2 separate regions of the Mus musculus genome follow, and region 2 is linked to region 1. The links are chromatin contacts, called in public HiChIP or PLAC-seq maps. All regions are on one chromosome and are shown on one strand. The core of a region is the stretch at or near the end of the contact, and the rest is flanking DNA. Distances in the headings are between cores, read along the strand shown.

The links. HiChIP or PLAC-seq counts read pairs in DNA pulled down with a chosen protein or histone mark.
Region 2: an H3K27ac HiChIP or PLAC-seq map of embryonic stem cells shows a contact between it and region 1, with 2.2 times the contacts expected there. The contact joins two enhancer-like sites. A contact is called at or near these places in 1 of 115 datasets of contacts at active chromatin or transcription factors (embryonic stem cells) and 1 of 9 other capture datasets (embryonic stem cells).

Annotation. Positions count from the first base shown.
Region 1 is chr11:45,884,510-45,888,013 of GRCm38.p6, reverse strand. Clint1 (clathrin interactor 1) reads right to left here. Exons shown (of 12, transcript NM_001045520.4): 4 at 1,475-1,583; 5 at 464-628. Among named protein-coding and RNA genes, the nearest start is that of Clint1, 34 kb to the right of the region's middle. Within about 2 kb of position 1,928, at least 18 of the 459 cell types and tissues checked have an H3K27ac peak or open chromatin away from gene starts, as enhancers often do. A contact at or near this core is called in embryonic stem cells, where this site is marked.
Region 2 is chr11:46,217,051-46,220,554 of GRCm38.p6, reverse strand. The region is part of intron 26 of Cyfip2 (cytoplasmic FMR1 interacting protein 2); the gene reads left to right. Among named protein-coding and RNA genes, the nearest start is that of Fndc9, 17 kb to the left of the region's middle. Within about 2 kb of position 1,759, at least 27 of the 459 cell types and tissues checked have an H3K27ac peak or open chromatin away from gene starts, as enhancers often do. A contact at or near this core is called in embryonic stem cells, where this site is marked.

The DNA of each region.
Region 1 (3,504 bases), core at 679-3,178:
CAATACGGTCAGCCATCTTTTCTGACTGGGCTATATGTTGCTTAAATTAAGAGAAGGGAACTGAGGCTTTGTGGACTTACTGTTTGGAACCATAGCTAACCTAGTTTTGAGTTAGAAAGACCAAACTGACTGGTTGGAGCTGTGAAGAGTTTTCTTCTGTAAAAAGACTAATCCTAAAGAGGGTATGCATCCTCTTTACTCTCTAAATTATCTAACTAGCCAGTATCTACCTAACACCCTGTATTTTGGATCCACAATAAAAACAGAAAGATTTAGAAGATCTGGGAAAACAGGAGTCAAAATGATACCACATATATTTTAGAATTCTGTGTATTACTAGAACCCCGCCCCCCACCCCTCCCACCCCCGGATTTTGGTTTTTGGTATTTCACTGACTCTCACGATACAGACAAAGCCAAGTAAGCTGGGACAGCGGTGGCAGTGGCCTGGCCCTGATACTCACTGTATCGGAATCCACCAACGCTGTCTGAAGAGACCCCGACATACTTGTCTTTGTTCTTCTTTGCTTTCTTTCGCTCTTCTCGAAGCCTGTCATCATCCTGTGCAAACTCAACCAGTTCCTTTACTTTCTGTCGAATGTTTATACCTTGATCCTTGCCATGCTCATCTTAAGGACAATTAAGGAGAAAACGAACTGTAAGAACTCCCTTAGTGTGCACCAAACTCAAAAAAGAATAGAAACGAAACTACTTACAAAAATAATGTCAAATTTTAAACTTTTTCAGGAGGCAGATTATGGCATTAAATTCTAATTTGACTTATGACCCTAGACAGCAGAACTAGACAAGATCAATTGATGACCTACTGAAAGGATTACACATGATGACATACGGAATGCACACAGCTCAAAGTGGTTTCTATCATATTTTAACAAATAAAGAATGACCACTCACTTTTAACACTCTGATGGCCCAAAAGCACCCCAAATATCTTGTTTCCCCAAGACTGGGAACACTAATCACTAGGACTTAGTGCAACTAAAGCCTGCTATTTTATAGTAGTCACAAGGAAGACAGGCTCCAAAGGAAACGCTCCCTGCCCTGTGCTGCCTTCACATTCAGAACACACTCTGGCCTCGCGCAGTACAGACTATCTGCTGGGAGGGGGCCTGGCTTCAAACAGATGTGTGTGTTTTGGAGCTCTAACCTTCTCTTCCCACATGATTAAAGCTATTCCTTTATGGACACCACAGGGGACCAGTCTCCAGTGCATATTTTAATATAAACCCCAACACTCATGTTGTGTTGGTTCTGTTGTTATTAGCCAGTCCTTTCTGCAAGCTCCTGTCTTCACTAATTAATACTCTAGGGCCCCACGCCTTGGATTCTGCACTCGTCACACAACCAGCAAGAGTCACATGCTAATTAGAGCAGAGAAGCTTCCAAGCTGGTTCAGGTGACTGACAACTCCAACTACTGTTTTAATTTGCTTATGAGGGTTTTCTATTGCTCACCTACAAAGTGGTAATTTTCCAGGGATCGCAAATCATAAATGTGTTCTCTGGCACTTGTAACAACTCGCTCCGATCCATTTCTTATGAGGTAAGCTAGGAGCAGCAACGACTGTGGAAATATAAAGCACCAAATGACTGAATGGAATAAGCTCTGGAAGAGCAGTGGTACACAGTTACACACAAACACAAACTCCAACATTACTCGATGCTGGTGGTGAGGAGTGTGCCCTCTCCTTTCTGTTTGACCGAAAGACAGTCCGAACTTCATCCTCACGTTCCTAGTACAGAAAATAATTACAAACTACCTAGGCAATGGCTACTTTAAGATTTAAAGTAACTAGTAATTCTGAAGTCTAACACTAGTCAAACAAATCATGGGATTTCCAGGAGTGGCCTGGCTCTCGCTGTTGGCCTTCTGGAGCCACTCCCCTAAGTACTAGGGACATGGGAGGATCCTTTTGTCTTTACAAGACCCTGTAGGACCCTGTAGCAGTGTCCTGTGAGAAAACCCAATTCTGATGCTAATGAGGTTTCAAAAGATTTCAACAGAAGGAAAACTTTGCAAAATTGTTAAGCCAAGGGATGCTAACTAAGTGGGCATGCTAGATGCTGAGTCAGAGGCACCTAGCAATGATGGCCGGGCTGGCATTAGGCAGCAGGGCTCTTCACAAGCTGGTGACGCAGCAGGAAACACTCCTCTGCTTTTTCACCTAAAACTTCATTTCACTATGATTTCAGGTCTGTGCAGGGTGGTGACCCTGAGGGCACAAACTCACACTTAATAGTAAGTAATCTGGGGGGGTTGGTTTCGAAACAGGGTTTCATCATGCCTCTCTGGATGGCCTCTAGCTCACGGTAATCCTCCAGCCTCAGCCACCTAAATGTTGAGAGTGTTGCCCTGTAGCCATTTTACTCAGATTTCCTAATCTTTTGAAAAAGTACAATAATCTTTAAAAGCCCCCATTTTAGAAAAATTATACAATTTATAGAAATCTCAGAGAATATTTTAGGAAACAAACATCATAAAAATCACAAAATTTGCTGGACATGGTGCCACATGCCTTTAATCCTAATAGTTGGGGGACAGAGGCAGACAGATTTCTAGTAGTTTAAGACATAGTCTATATACTTAGTTGGGCTAGCCAGGGCTACAAAGAGAGACTTTGTTCTCCCCAGCACCCTCACCAAATTAGAACAGGGGGGAGGGCTGAAGAGACGGCTTAGTGGATAAAGTACTTACCATGCAAACACTGGTATAGAAGCTTGGATCCCCATCACCCACATAAAAAGCTGGGCAGGCCTGGCTGCCACCTGTAATTCTACTCTGAGGAGACAGGGATCCCAAGCAAGCTAGCTGGATCAGAAAGCTCTGAGTTCAGTGAGACTCTGCTCATAAAATGGAATGCCTGAGGAAGACACAGGAGCAAAGCTCTGGCCTCCCTATACTTCCAAACACACATACAGTGGCACATTACACTCAGACACTCAACAACAGTAACAGTAACAACAAAATTCTAGTTAAAACAGGTTTTTAATTCTGAGAGTCAAAATGTCACGTTGCAAATGTGAACACTGCTGTGGTCTGCTACGTGTGAGAGTGAATCCTTTTGGCGTACAGCATGTTTTGAGAAGCAGGAAAACATGATTAACTAGGAAGACCATCACCTTGCTTTAGAAATACAGAATCAAAATGAGATGAATCCGAGGAAAAGTCCACACACAGGTGAAGCCAGAAGTCTGCACACCTCACTCTCAGTGCCAGTCCCAGCTTATAGACTTCGCTGAGCGGAATGGTGCTATCACCCAACCACAAATTAAACAAAGCTGTTTACAGAGGTGACAAACATGAGACTGGTTTTTAATTTTAAACAGTCAAGTAGCAAACTTGCATATGAGTAGAGATTAAATACTCAAAACACCTCAACAGATTTAGTAGGAAAAAATTTAAGAAACAATAAAAATCTTCAATATTTAGAAGAACATAAGTCTGAACACACTCTGTACTATGAAGGGCTGTTTATGACTGGAAA
Region 2 (3,504 bases), core at 510-3,009, 330 kb before region 1:
GTATGTTTCACTGCTGAGCCTTTTCTCTGGTCCCTAGAAAGGATAATACAAAAATGAATGTGACAGACAGAAATGCCTCTGGGCATGCTCAGTTGCACCGTAAAGTTGTAGCTGAAAATACTTTGAGGGTGTGAGTTCCCAAGGTATCTGCCTGGTTGCCATGGAAACAATAGTGATAATGTCTATGGTGCTGTGAGGGGCAAGCATGGGTTGGTAGGGGGAGGGGGACTAAAAAATTAGCCAGGGGTATGTATGTATGTGTGTGTGTGTGTGTGTATATATAAACTGACATGAACACTCCTTGGTAAGGGAAGGGGAAGGTTTTTATTGTAGATATGAGAGAACAGCCAGAAGCATCTGGAAGAGTCTAGAGCAGAAGGAGGGAGAGAGGGGGGAGGGGGGGCAGACAGAGCCTGCCCAGCAGACTGGACATGGCTAAGAGAGAGTTAGGAGCAGAGCAGGGTGGGGGACATAGAGAAAGGAGGGGTATGGGAAAACAGAGAGGGGGAAGATGGAGGCAGGGAGAGGAAGAGCAAAAGAGGGAGACAGAAAACATCACTGAAATATCAGGATCAGAAGGGGAATGAGTTGGTGGGGGAGGGGAGGGGCGGGAGGGACACCTGTGGGCCTGAGGGAGTTTAGGGTCAGGAGGAGGCTGGAAGAGCCTGGATGCTAAGGCTCTGGAGTGTGTAATAGGTACTGGGTAACTGAGGGAGCTTGGGACCTGGTGGTGTGTGCTTTGGTGTGCTGATGGGCAACAGTACCATCCTAAGAGCTGAAACAAGGATGCCTACCTATGTAGACACATCTCAGGAAGCCTGGGACCAGTCCCGTTTGCTGACTAGTGGGTCGTCTGCCTCCCTGGCCCTGTTCTACGCATGTGACTTACCCAGAGGCTCTCCACGGTCGTTCCCACACGTTTCCCCCGTGGACTGACTGGTGCAGTGGGAGGGAACAGAGTAGTGCTCCACCATGAAGATGGGGGGATGTGGGGTTATGTAACTCTTAGGTCCACTGGAACACTCTGGGCACCTCCTTCACCTACACAGAAAGTGTAGGTTGCTGAGAGCTGACTCGCTGATTGTTTGACTGCCCACTCTGGGGGTTAGATAGCAGCCACAAAGAGGAGTCAGGCATCTTTCTGAAAAGGGACATAAGCAGAGATCTCACGAGAAGGTGACAGCATGAGATGCATATAGGGGGACACTCTCTGTAAGCAATATGAACAGGGTACCAGCAGGGATGGGGAGGAACTATGGGGAGGATATGCTGTTTAAGATGATAGGACTCGCTATCTAGAAGGAGCAGAAAGCATCCAGGCATAGAAAGGCCAAGCAGGAGCTGAGTGCAAGAGACAGCCAAGCAGCAGGCAACCTCTGGCCACAAGACACTGGCGGAAGCTGTTGGGGTCTTGTGAGCAGGAGGGGGAGGGACCTGACTCTTTCAAGGGTATTGTTGGCCACAGGGAGAGAGCAGCAACTGGACAGAGTGAAGGAGAAGGGCATGACTATTGTCAGTCTGGGTCCATGGAAGAGAGAGGTTGGGGGGTGGGGGGGAAGCAGTCACTGTGAGGGCTGAGTGTAGGAGCAGAGAGGATCATTCACAGGTCTGTGTCATCCCAGGTGAGCCTGGCATGTCATGCTGTCCGTCCTTACCCTAATTTGAGGCCCTTGGACCAGCTGCTCTCAGACCCTAGCTGCCCCAGAGGCTCTTAAATGGCACTGTGGAGCATCCTCTGTTGGGAAGTAATTGTATTCTCTTGTAAATGGACTCTGGAGACAGCTAATGGCTCCTCTTCCTGATCACAGGTTCTTTAACACGGATCAGTGGGCCTGGGTTGCTATAGCAACGTAGCCTTCAGAAGTCATAAGGAGAAGCAGCAAAAATTGATCAAGGCCTCGAGAGCACAAGGAGGAGGTAGAAGAGGGGAGAGCAGACATGTGAGCTCCCACATTCAGAAGCGGGGAGAGCCCTCGCTTTAGACAGGAGAGGCTGCTCTCACTGTGGGCTAACTCCAGAGGAACTGTCTTTCCAGATCTGTCGCTAAGGACAAAAGGACAATCTGGCTGGGCAAAGTGGGGTGACACAGACAGGAGTCATGCTCCCCAAGGCGTTCCTACTCTGACAGATGGGGAGATCTCCGACTATTCTGTGCTTGCTGGGTTGACAACAGGGCATGGGGGTCCAGAGCCTTTTGAATATAGAGGGTGGAAGTTAAATATGTAAGTGGTGTATCAATTGTTCCTATTAAAAAGGCAAAGAGAGAAAGGATGGGAGGAGAAGAGGAGAAGAAGGGAAAAGAGTTAGTGTGGGTGTGGGAGGGGATGGGAGGATGGGGAGAGGAAGGAAGACGGAGGGAGGGGAAGGTTAATGACCTCCCCTGAAAGAGCAGCAGAACCGGACCATCCGTTCTTCTGAGACCGACGCCCTTCACAAGAATAAGGTCAAGCAGCCGTTCTCACCTTGAGCACAAGAGAGAGTGTAGAATAAAATAAAAAAGATGCAAGTCTGTAAATGCAACGCGGGGTTACAAGTTGTAAAACAGACAACCTGTAGAATAACCCATTAAGGAATGAACGGGAACTAATCAGACCTAATGATCAGCAGTCAGTTGTCCCTGGATTTCAGGAAGGAGAGGCAGAGGTCAATGGGGCATTTAGCCGCACCAAGAATGGCTTAATACTTGGAATTCGTGTTGGCGCGTTAGCATTGACCTGGACATCGGTTTAAAATGGTAATGATCAGTAGCTGCAGGGGGTTGTGGGCGAATCCTGTTGCCATGTTTCTTGCCAGACTTTCTGCCTTCTAATAGATTTCCAGCTTTCACTTGTCATGGCTGTCATATTGATAAATCAGTTACAGGTAGCTTCTTGTATTACCCGTGACCCACCTTCCCAGTCGATGGCGGTAATTCAGCTTTCATTTCAAAGTATAAAGAATGTGCATTGGAAAGGATGTCTTTTCTTCATTAAGTTACGTGGTATGGGTCTCAAGTTTGAGGCTGAGGTAGGACTGTAAAAGATCATCTACCTGGCTTTCTTCTCTTTGGTGGAGTTGTGTGGGGTCTTTAAGGAACACGTGCAGTCACCTGTGTAAATCTTACGTAAATACCCTTATAAGCACCAAGCCCATGTAACCCCACCACCACCAAGTCTAGAAGCAGGGCAGTCACCATGGGGTAGGCAGTTCTCTCTGCCACCTTACGTACTTTCAAAGCCGCCATGGGTCTGACTTCTGCCCCCAGAGCTTGGTTTTCTCCTCGGAGCTTATCTAAATGAAATTACGTCATGTGTTTCTCCTTTCCTGTCCGATGTCTATCGTCCGATACTTTCTGTGCAGCTTTTATTATAGACGGTTCTCATTGTGTTAGTAGGTGAGTTAAATAGTCTGTTTTAGAGCGACTGGATGCTAGTGGCTAATCGTAACTTGCAGTCTGATTGTGTCTAGAAGCACCTAAGAGGTGAGCAAGGCACACCCTCTAGTTGTGTCTATGAAGGGCATTTC